Regions from separate parts of the Mus musculus genome. Here region 2 is linked to region 1. A link is a contact called in public HiChIP or PLAC-seq data. All regions are on one chromosome and are shown on one strand. The core of a region is the stretch at or near the end of the contact, and the rest is flanking DNA. Distances in the headings are between cores, read along the strand shown. Region 1 overlaps Sec63 (SEC63-like (S. cerevisiae)). Region 2 overlaps Scml4 (Scm polycomb group protein like 4).

Region 1 (5,808 bases), core at 2,912-5,411:
AGTACTTTGGCCTATGGAGAGTTTGATAGGATTATTGCAGTCAGTCTTATAGTACTGTAGACGTGTGTGTCCTCTATGTCTAGTAATAAAAATATTCCTCTGACCTCAGTGACTCATCACACACACATTTCTACTCTGTGTTGAGCACTATCTTTTAGGTTGTACTAAATGAGAGAGAAGAGTTCTTCCTCCTGGGCTTTCCAAGAGTAGACAGAGATAGCAGTCACTTCCACAGTGAGGTACAATATTAAACTTTAGAGTTGAAAAATAAAACATTACCCTATTTATGCCCTTTCTCTAGGAGTAAAAAGACACACACGATTACAAACATAAAATGAGTCAAACTTCTATTTTATTAACAGGAGTCCAAATGAATACAAAAGTGCCTCCTTTGTATGCTGTAGTTACTGTCTTCAGAAGGCTTCGGACAGAGTCAGGTAGGTTAAACTACGAATGTAGTGCAGCTTTTCTAGTGAACCTTTTCCAAAAGGCTGAATGACATCAACCGAGCGTCAGAGAACGTGTGGTCCCGGAGTAACTTTTGGCCCTGAAGCTTATCGGATTAATTCGATCCTGCACTGACACCACCAGAGGCTTTAAGAGGCTGTAAGCCAATAAAAGCCACTTTTATAACGTCTGCTAACTCTGGGCAATTAAGAATGGAAAATTCTAAAATGTAGCCCTCTGTATTATGTGGAATGTGTGAGAATGCTAAGTTATGGCCAAGATAGATGAAAATTATGGTTTCAACTTACATATGGAACTGTTACAATCTTACCATTTGTAAAATATTGATAAATGAATAATAGAGCTTACTAACAGATTAAAAACTTGAGCAGACATTACTTAAAACATGTGTGATGCTTATCATATTTTAATGTTTACTAAAACTAAAGCTGAACAAAGAAGAGCTCCTCATTTATAGATTGTTTTCATGTGCCTTGACTTTTACTGAGAGCATAATCTATCAGGTAATGCACAGCCCACACTTCTGGACAGTTGGAACATCAAAGGATTTATTATCATTTGCAGATGAGATAAACGCACCACCCCATACCTGAAAGGCTTTAAAAACCCTTTTCAGATTGTACCCTGGCACCAGCGGCCTCTTTTTTGCATCCGTTTCTAGTAAAGTCGGCAACCCTTCCCTCCATATCAGCCCTCACTGCTGCTGCTTTATGACCTCTCACAGAGCAGCAATGTTTGCAAGGATGTGCAAACGCTGTAGTCCACTCACTCGGGTTAGTCTCCACCTTCCTCTTCCTCCTCCTCTTCCTCAAAGCTGTCTTCAAATCCTTCACTGTCTTCCTGGTCTTCGTCACCTTCTATCGCTGTGTCCCACTGTGGGTGGTTTTCTGGCACAGGCTTGGCCTCATGAACTTCCAACTATAAACAATTAAATACGTATGTCAGAAATTTGGAGAAGAATAATGAAAACACTATCTAGTGAAGGTTTTCTCTGACTGTGGCAATCACAGAGAGTGAACTTTGTAGCTGCAACTCTACATTCAGCACATTCATTACAAAGATTCTTCATTCTGCAAATAAAAACGCTAAATATACTTAGTAATGTAATTCAATTTCTAATATAGTTCAACATTTTGACTCTGTGGAAGTTCAAGCATTTAAGAAAGTATTTCTATGGCACAAACTACTAGCAACCATGATTCCTAAGCAATAACACTGAGTGGTCTCTAATTAGAAGTCTTTGGCTGAAGAAAGAAAAATTCAAGTATGCCTTCCAAAGACTTCTAGGAAGTAAAATTCTATGGCCAACACAAGAAATACAGAGCTTTCAGGAGGAAAGACAGACTCACCTTTCCTGTCTCCTTTACTCTCAACAGTGTCACAATCATTTAGCACAATCTCACTAATCTAAGAGATGACGTGTATGAAAAGCTCAAGGGAAATGAGTAAAGTGTGTTTCAAACCATACACAAAGTTTATGTTCTAAGATGATTTAAAAAAAAACAAAAACAAAACAAAACAAAAAAACCCAAAAGTACAAAAAAAATCTTCATTTCAGAAATCAACAAACACTCCAGTAAAGTCTAAGGAAAAATGAGTCCTGTCTCCATCTGACCCCCACCAGCCTTTTTAAAGCCCTGAGATGTATCACATGTTACAGTGCATTAAAACGACCACTAAAGCAACGTACAATCTAAGTTCAGGGCTCCCTAAAAATCTAGCTATTACTGAAGGCGTATGAGGTGGTCTTTCTCTGTCTCCAGCCTGCCTCAGGCATTTGCTCAGGGCCCACTCCATGTGCCCTCAGTGACTGCTCACTTGTCCTACCTTCAGTGGTTTAATCTGATCCAAGCCCATATAGGAGTCTGATCTCAGGAACACTGTATACTGATAATTTCCAGGCTTGCCGGGTGCGGGAAACTTCAGTTCTACCTAAGAAGATAAAAATCAACACTTTAAAGACCAAGAGAATGCCTTTAAACTTCCTGCCTCAGAGGGTGGAGCAGATGATTTGCACACACTGTCATAATAACAAACAGCACGTGTGAGTTCCATCTCATCTATTATAAACTCTAAACAAAAAGGAAATCAAATTAAGCAGAACTACTGGGGTTCATTTCTATGTACACAGCTCAAGAAAGCATATTAAATTCTATGCTGCCACCTTAACACTCAAAAGAAATGCAATAAAGAATGAAAGTATGAATAAATGAAAGGTTAAATAGACTTGGCTAGATAAAAAGTAATTTTTGCCAAATTCTATTTCCATAATAAATTATTTATGCCTTAAAAATCCAAAAAGAACACTTCAAGACTCAGGGAGGAAGGTGCAGAAAGAATGTAAGAGCTGGAGCAGGGATCTGCTGCAGAAAAGAGTCTTGAGGACATGACAGGGCCGCTGAACTCCCAACTCACTGCAGCGGTGGTTATACCACATAAGCCAGCAAGACCCAAGACTCCCAAGGGACTGCTGCTGGCAGTTAACAGTTGCTGGGGACGAAGGTGCCCACTTTCCAGTAAACAGCTTTTCACCCACGTTCATGCGAGCATCCAAATGAAACTCAGTAGGAAACATACAAATACACACACACACACACACACACACACACACACACACTTACTTGTTGGGAAAAAGGGCTTCAAAGGGCAAGGGAAGAAGAAATCAGAGGGAAGAATAGATACAAAACAACTAAAAATCACTATATTCATATATGAAACTCAAAATTATGAAAACAAATTTAAAAAGAATTACATATTTTTACTCCATTATATTTCAATAAATGATTTGTTAGTTTTAATAAGGCCCTTTACTACCCTAACATCTATCCATAGCAGAAAAATAAAGTATAAATTACATAAAACTATATAAAAACAAGCCCAAAAGGATATTAAATTTCCAATCAAGTCATAAACAAATACAAACAGTAACATAGCTTTAGAGATTTCAATTCCATATGAGAGTAAAAATGCATATTTAAAATAACATTTCTATACTCTAGTTATCTGCCTCCAGTCTCCAAATTCCAGATTTTTGTAGCCAATATTATAAATTAATATAGGTCATTGTGGTGAGAATCTGTAACCCCAGACCTTGGAAAATTGGGGCCCGAAACAAATAGGGGGAATACTCATGTTCATGTTTAAAGACTCACTTCCTCACAATAAAAGAAAGACATCCAAGTTAAGAGATAAATAAAAACAAGGGAACAAACGTACACACAAAAATATGCCCGACCTCACTGAGTGTCTACTTTCACTGTTAAAACAAATTCAGACTATAGAATAAAAAGTGATTTACAGCCAAACCATCACTGCATGCTAAACATTTGGTAAAAATATCCAGAGAACAGTACGATGCCCAAATAACATACCACAGATGAGGTTCACCAAACACTCTGGAAGTAAGGAAACCTTATCACTACAAATGGGGACAAACACACACAACGTGTGACACATGAAATATGTGACCAGTAAGAAATGTAGTGAGTAAGCAGTGAGACAAGTTACACTGATACTCTAACAAAACAGCCTGGCGGAGTCTTGCAAAGGATTGTATGAAGAAACAAAAAAGGAGCTGCAAGTTCTGACTCCAGTGATCGCCACGCTTGGCTGGCGTGTATGTACCCAGAGAAAAAAGGACTGAGAACAAAAACCAAGTGACCTTCCTTTTGCTTGTGAACTTGAAGAGGAAGCAGAGCCTGTGGCAGATATGCAGGGCCATGAACTGAACTGTGACGCTGCATCACATCAGTGCTCACTCTTAACAACTGCATTACACTTGTGGCAAGAGACTGTAACTCAGGAGATCCAGGCCCAAGTTTTATTGTTAGAAGAAAAAAGGTCGGTTGTGAAGCACAGTATTTGCCAACTTTTGTGTAAAAATTTGGGGAGGGCAAATAATCTGTATATTATCTACATAAATACCACAAGGAAAATACATTAAAAATGGAGTGCTGGGCAGTAGTGGCACACGCCTTTAATCCCAGCTCCCAGGAAGCAGGGGCAGGTGGATCTCTGTGAGTTCGAGGCCAGCCTGATCTACAGAGCTAGATCCAGAGCACCCAGGACCACATAGAGAAATCCTGTTGGTGAGGGAGCCCCAGTAACAACAAAATAGATGACATGAACTGTGTAGGCGAGCCGAGCACTTGCCTGACAAGGAGAATTGCAGACTGGGAGTGGAAACAGACTGAGAGAAGTGTGTTGCAGTCAACAAAGTTGAAAGGAATTGAAGATCTAAAGAGTGTTTTGGCATGGAGATACAGAATTTAAAGTTTGCCCTTCTGGTTTTAAGACTTGCCCTGGCCCATTATTTCTTCACTATGTTCTCTTCCTTCCTTTTGAAATGACAATGTTTATCCTGTGCCATTGTATGTTGGAAGTATATGATCTGCTTTTTGATTTTGACCTTATAGGGGGATACAGTTAAGGAAACTGCCATGAATTTCAGAAGAGAATTTGAACTTTAAAACAATGTTGAGACTGTGTCAGATTATGGGGAATTTTGAAGTTGTGCTGAACCCATTTTTATATTATGATATGGCTATATATGGGGGTAGAGAGTGAAGTGTGGTGGTTTGAATAAGAATGGCCTCATATGCTCATATATTTATTGAATGTTTAGGCATCAGGGAGTGGCTCTATTTGAGAAGGATAAGGAGGTGTGGCTTTGGGGGAGGAACTGTGTTACTGGGGGTGGGCTTTGAAATTTCAAAAGCTCATGCTAGGCCTAGTCTCCCTTTCTCTGCCAACAAATCAAGATACAGCTTTCAAATACTTCTCCAGCACCATACCTGTCTGCTGTCATGCTCCCTGCCATTATGCTAATGGTCTAAGCTCCTGAAACTGTAAGTAAGACCCCCCCACTGAATTCCTTCCTATGTAAAAGCTGCCTTGGTTATGATGTCTCTTCACAGAAAAAGAACAGTAATTAAGAAAGATCAACTTTAAATCTGGATCATTTAAGGTCAGAAGACCCACCCTAAACCTGGGCCACACCTTCTAGTGGTAGCTTATATAAAAGACATGGAAGACAGCAGCTTTTGCTCTTTATCTGCTTGCCCTCACTCTTATTGGCAAGTTCATATATCCTACTGCTTTGGGATTCCAACATACACTGAAGACCATCTGAGACATCCAGTTTTGTGGACTGTTGAGAGACAGCCATTGTTGTACTAGCTGGACCACAGCCTGCAAACCACTCATACACACATCCACACACACATCCATATACCCCAAGATACAGTAGAACAGAATACAGCTTCCATGAGTAAACAACTTATTGAGTAAATGACCCTTCATCACAAACTTGAGAGCTACAATACAATCTATGATTAACCC
Region 2 (4,991 bases), core at 755-3,254, 72 kb before region 1:
GCTTGTGGTCTGAAGCAGAGACCATGAGGGGAGAGAGAGGCGACAGTGAAGAGAGAAGATGCCATGGATTAGGGGATCATAAGAATTAGCCAACAGGGCTGGCCAGTCAGAGTAAGAGTGGCCCAGGCAGAGCATGGCAAGTCCTATCTTGGAGTTATTGACAGGGAAATGGGCAAAATAGCATAGAGGGTTATCTGCCCGGCTCTAATGCTACATATAAATATAAAAGTGTTGTGTCTTCTACCTGGCAGAACTCCTAATTAATTATTACCACAACAAGTGTCCTCCTGACACAAGAGTCTTCATTTTACCCTTGGCTGGATGAAAAGGAGCCACTTCAGGGAGGTGTTTTAGGAGGGTGGGGTGATGGTGGTAGGGGGTTTACCTCTTTTCCCATAGCTCTGACTGCAAGTTGCTAGTCCAGCTGAAATTTTTTATTTCCAATTCCTTCTCTGGGCTGTAACTAAATGCTCTTTCTCATAACGAAATGCGCAATCATGTCTATCTCTCTTGATACAGTTGAGGCCTGGGTAAAGACCATCTCTTGTGTGCTGTATGGAAGCATCACCTGTTGATAAAAAGCTGATTGGCCGATGAGCTGAGACAAGAAACAGGAGGTGAGAGTTCTGGGAGGGAGAGCGGAATTCTAGGATAGAGTCAGGCGCAGGAAGAGATTCGCCCTGAACTCTGAGGAGACAGATGCATGAAACTTAGGAGAGTAGCTAGCCTTACGACAGCCTCAGACTAGATTTAACGTGATAACTGAGTTACAAGCCCGAGCTTATGGCCTAGGCTTTTATTCACATAGAATTAAGTTTCAGAGTTGTTATTACAGGAACTGGGGTGCAGGTGGGAAAGCCCATGGTTGCAGCTCTGTGTCCGGGTTTAATTGATTTGGACTTTTGAGACAGGGTCTTGCCATGTATCCCTGACTAACCTAGCATTTGCTATCTAGACCAGGATGGCTTTGAATTTGCTATGATCTTTCTGCCACTGTCTTCTGGGTGCTGGTATTACAGGTGTGCTCATCTGGCTCCAACTCCAGAGATTTGAACATCTCAGAGATCTAACAAACGTTCACCAAGTAATTGAATGAGTGGTCTGCTGGGCTGCCCCTCATCCAGGACTCTTCCACTGACCAGCACTGAGGACTCTGGCTCCAGACTGGCCATTCGTTTATTAGTGTTAGTAGTGACCCTGTGCTCAGGACTCCACCTGAGGGGTCTTCAATAATCATGGTCTTGGGCCAGCTACGTTTGACTTAATGTGTAAAAACACTCACAACACAATCCCGACAGCCTGAGTTACCTATACCCCCAGAACCTATAAAAAGATGGAAGGAGAGAACCAACTTCACAAAGTTGTTCTCTGACCTCCAAACACATCCTCATTGCATGCACACATACCCATGGCGTGCACACACACTCATGTACATATACATTCATGCACAATTTTTTAAAAAAGCCATTTCCAAACAAGAAAACTACCCCAGCAAGACATGTCACTACAAGTTTCCAAAGTAGGCCTGCCACAGTTTACCTGCTTCATCTCTGTTAGTTTCTACATGGTTCTGAGGCAAGCATCATTGCCCTCGGACTTAGAAGAGAGGCTCCGATGCCTAGATAGATACCATGAGTCCACCACCATCAGTGCTTACTGATGAGAGAGTTCAGATTAACCCCAGAGCTTGGTACACACACCCGGTCAGCCTTGGAGGGAACCTGTCAGAGTGGCAACATTGCAGGTGGGGCACAAGAAGGGATCCTGACTCCTCTGGCCACTTCTTCCATCTCTGAAAGCTGAAAGGGTGGAAGAAAACCCAATGATTCACAGGACGCCCCTGTGACTTAACGCCTGCGGTAGCTGGAGCTGATGCAGATACTGTGAGGGGTTGCTGAAGAGCAATTGCAGCAAGTGCCAGTAGAAGACACTTGTCTGCCAGGGGACTCTAGGCTCACTGCATCTCTGAACCTGTGTTCTGTAGGGCAGGGCAGGGAACCGCACTTTCCAGGACAGCTGTGGGAGTTCTTGTTTTCAGCCAGCCACCACTTCCTGTTTTGTTCTCTGTTTATACTTTATGTTTAATTTAGAGAAAGTGCTTGTGGTTTGGTTGCTTTGGGTTGTTTCCCGTTCAAGATCTACAAAGAAAGCTTTCTTTTCAAGGTGAGAGAGGGGAGAGAGAGAGAGAGAGAGAGAGAGAGAGAGAGAGAGAGAGAGAGAGAGAGAGAACAGAGCAAGTTTCTTTTCAAATACTTTCCTAGGAAGAATAGTAAAGATTTCCCTGATAAAATGACAAAATTCAAATAGTACCAGTCATAACTCTCCAAATCTGGGATATATTCAACAGTCTCCAGAGTATGTGGCTATCTCAAGGACAGTGCTAGCTAACGTTGGTTGCCAACTTGACACACCCGGGAAGAGGGAACCTCATAACCTCATTCATTACGATGGAATTGCTTCCAACAGATTGGCCTGTGGCCATGTCTCTGGACCATTTTCTTGATTCCATCCCTGGGCAGATGGCCCTGGGTTGTATCAGAGAACAGGCTTAGCAAGCTAGGAGAAGCAAGCCAGTAAGCAACATTCCCTCCATGGCCTCTGGTTCAGTTCCTGCCTCTAGGTTCCTACCTGAGTTCCTGCCCTGACTCCTCTCAGTGATGGAGTACGATATAGAAGTGTAACCAAATAACCACTTTCCTCTCTAAGTTGCATCTGGTCCTGGTGTTTATCACAGCAATAGGAGAGCCAGCTAGGATAAGGACAAATCTCTCTGAAATAACCACCTTCACAATGCCCACATTTCACAGAATTTTGGGCACACTACTGTTTACTCTAAAGTCCAGATGTGTAACTCGGATGTCTTCACAAGACAGTCTTTGAAGAATACCGAGGTATCTCAGGCACTTCTTTAGAACTATAGAATGAGATGTAGCAACTCAGTGTTTGCTCTGGAAGACCTACCACCTCCAGCCAGCATGAGCTGCATATAGCAGTCAGGGGTAAACAGCAAGAACAGTGTGGGATCTCAACCAGTACTGCTGCCTCCCCAGCAATCAGGAAAGCCAACATTCGTAGCCAACATTGTGTAGACAACAGCAACATTAGCAGCAAAGGCAACAGCAACATTAGCAGCAAAGGCAACAGCAAGTGCACAGTTATTTTGAAGTTGACTTTGATTCTCTGTGCTTGGTAGTTGGATTTATCTTCCCCAGTAGTTAGAAACATGCAACAATCACAGGCGCTGCCTTTGATAGGTGGTAAGTAGAGTGACAAAGAGGCTAGTGAGCATTGTCCTGAGCTGGCAATCAAATACATCAGGATTTGTCAGGTCTGTGCTACCAGTATACCACTAGGATCCCAAGGGAGCCCGGCATGATAAGTAGGTCCCATGAGATATGAATTACTGCTCTTCCCCCACCCCCCAACACAACGTTCTTTTCTTTTTGTAAAGAACAGAGTAGAAGGAAGTATATTTCCTGATCACTTTGTAGCACCCCCAAAAGATGGCTAGCGGGCAAGAGTATATTTCATTTATTCTCCAAGAAGAATACACCCAGACAGTGGTGTGATACTCAGCTCTGCCTGTCCATATAGCACCAGCGCCATAGAAGTAAAGCTACTGAAACCCTTGCATGGGAAGAGAGGGGCTCGGCAGTCTAGAAAGCCATGAGGCTGGGAAGAAAGGCGGGTGCTGAGTGGCCAGCAAGGCATAAGCCTTGTCTGGGCATGTGAAGCCAGCACTCACTGGTTCACTGTCCCCTGGTACTTCTCCAGGAACCCAGACTCTTCAAACATCAGGCATGTGGGGGCTGAGAAGGGAATACATAAAGTGAGGGGGCCGGAGTGACACATGCCACAGAATCCCCCATCTCACAGGAAGGAGAGCAAAGTGTGCTGAATTCACTTCTGACCACCAACGGTCACAAAGGCTTCTGGGCTGTCAGGATCAGGGGACAATTGCCCTCATCCCGAGTAGGGGCACAGGTCGGGAGGGTCACTCTCTCCTTGGTCACAACCTACTGTCCCCCAAAACCACCCTGACAGGTATTACAAGATCACGCAAGGTCAAAGGCAAACTCTTAGCCTTCAAAGGGGATGTGCTGGCCAGAAACACTATTGCCTTTGTCTGTGTATCCTTTGAACCATCCTACCACACTCCTGACCACCTATGTGTCACCCACTGTGCAGAGCACTAAAGAGATGAAGATGTACCCAGAGTGTTGGTATTCTGTCTGGACTCCATCCCCACAGTTACCTGGCAACAGACAGGTAGGCCTGGCCCACTATAAAAGGGGCTGCTTGCCCCCCTCCTCTCTGTCTTATTCCTGCTTCTCTCCCTTGCTCCTTTCCCCCTTGTTCCCCCTCTCCCCATTCCCCTCCCCCCTCTCTCTCCATGTGGCCATGGCCAGCCTCTACTCTCCTCTCTGCCTTTCTCTGCCTCTACTACTCTCTTAACTCCCCTCCCCATGCCCTGAATAAACTCTATTCTATACTATACTGTCGTGTGGCTGGTCCCTCAGGGGGAAGGGATGCCTTGGCATGGGCCCGCTGAGGCATCCCCTTCCTCCACACCTCACTACACCCCCACAGAACAAATTCTTATATTTATTTATCTTTTTATAATTACAACACGGAGACCCTCAGGGGTCCCCTGAGGAAGGCAGAGCACCCCTACATGTCCAGTGAGTCCTACTGACATATTTGGGTGTGCAAACCCAGCACAGCCCACTGCTTGACCACCCCATCACTAGCACAGCTTCTCTCTGTGATGGTGAGTCTGGATCACACCCACAGGTCACCTGAAGAGAAACAGACCCTGCGTGACCTCAGGACACACTGGATAGTGGCCAGTAGCCAAAATGACAGTATGAGTGAGGACTACGCCTGCCACAGACTCTGTGGGAGTGGCTCCTTCCCTCAGAGCGCCCTGCTGTTGATAGGCTATCTACTCCCCCGGCCCTTGACCATGACCTTCATGGCGTGGGGACTGT

Evidence for each region. HiChIP or PLAC-seq counts read pairs in DNA pulled down with a chosen protein or histone mark.
Region 2: an H3K4me3 HiChIP or PLAC-seq map of the 230-238 cell line shows a contact between it and region 1, with 19 read pairs. The contact joins two enhancer-like sites. A contact is called at or near these places in 9 of 484 Hi-C or Micro-C datasets (8-cell embryo, CD4 T cells, CD8 T cells and 5 more), 4 of 115 datasets of contacts at active chromatin or transcription factors (the 230-238 cell line, CD8 T cells, effector CD8 T cells and 1 more) and 3 of 9 other capture datasets (adipose tissue, liver and pancreatic islet).

Annotation. Positions count from the first base shown.
Region 1 is chr10:42,824,469-42,830,276 of GRCm38.p6, reverse strand. It overlaps Sec63 (SEC63-like (S. cerevisiae)), which reads right to left. Exons shown (of 21, transcript NM_153055.3): 20 at 2,296-2,400; 21 at 1-1,386. The coding sequence ends at 1,243. Among named protein-coding and RNA genes, the nearest start is that of Scml4, 33 kb to the left of the region's middle. Within about 2 kb of position 4,161, at least 22 of the 459 cell types and tissues checked have an H3K27ac peak or open chromatin away from gene starts, as enhancers often do. A contact at or near this core is called in the 230-238 cell line, where this site is marked.
Region 2 is chr10:42,894,849-42,899,839 of GRCm38.p6, reverse strand. All of the region lies in intron 1 of Scml4 (Scm polycomb group protein like 4), which reads right to left. Among named protein-coding and RNA genes, the nearest start is that of Gm34006, 29 kb to the right of the region's middle. Within about 2 kb of position 2,004, at least 90 of the 459 cell types and tissues checked have an H3K27ac peak or open chromatin away from gene starts, as enhancers often do. A contact at or near this core is called in the 230-238 cell line, where this site is marked.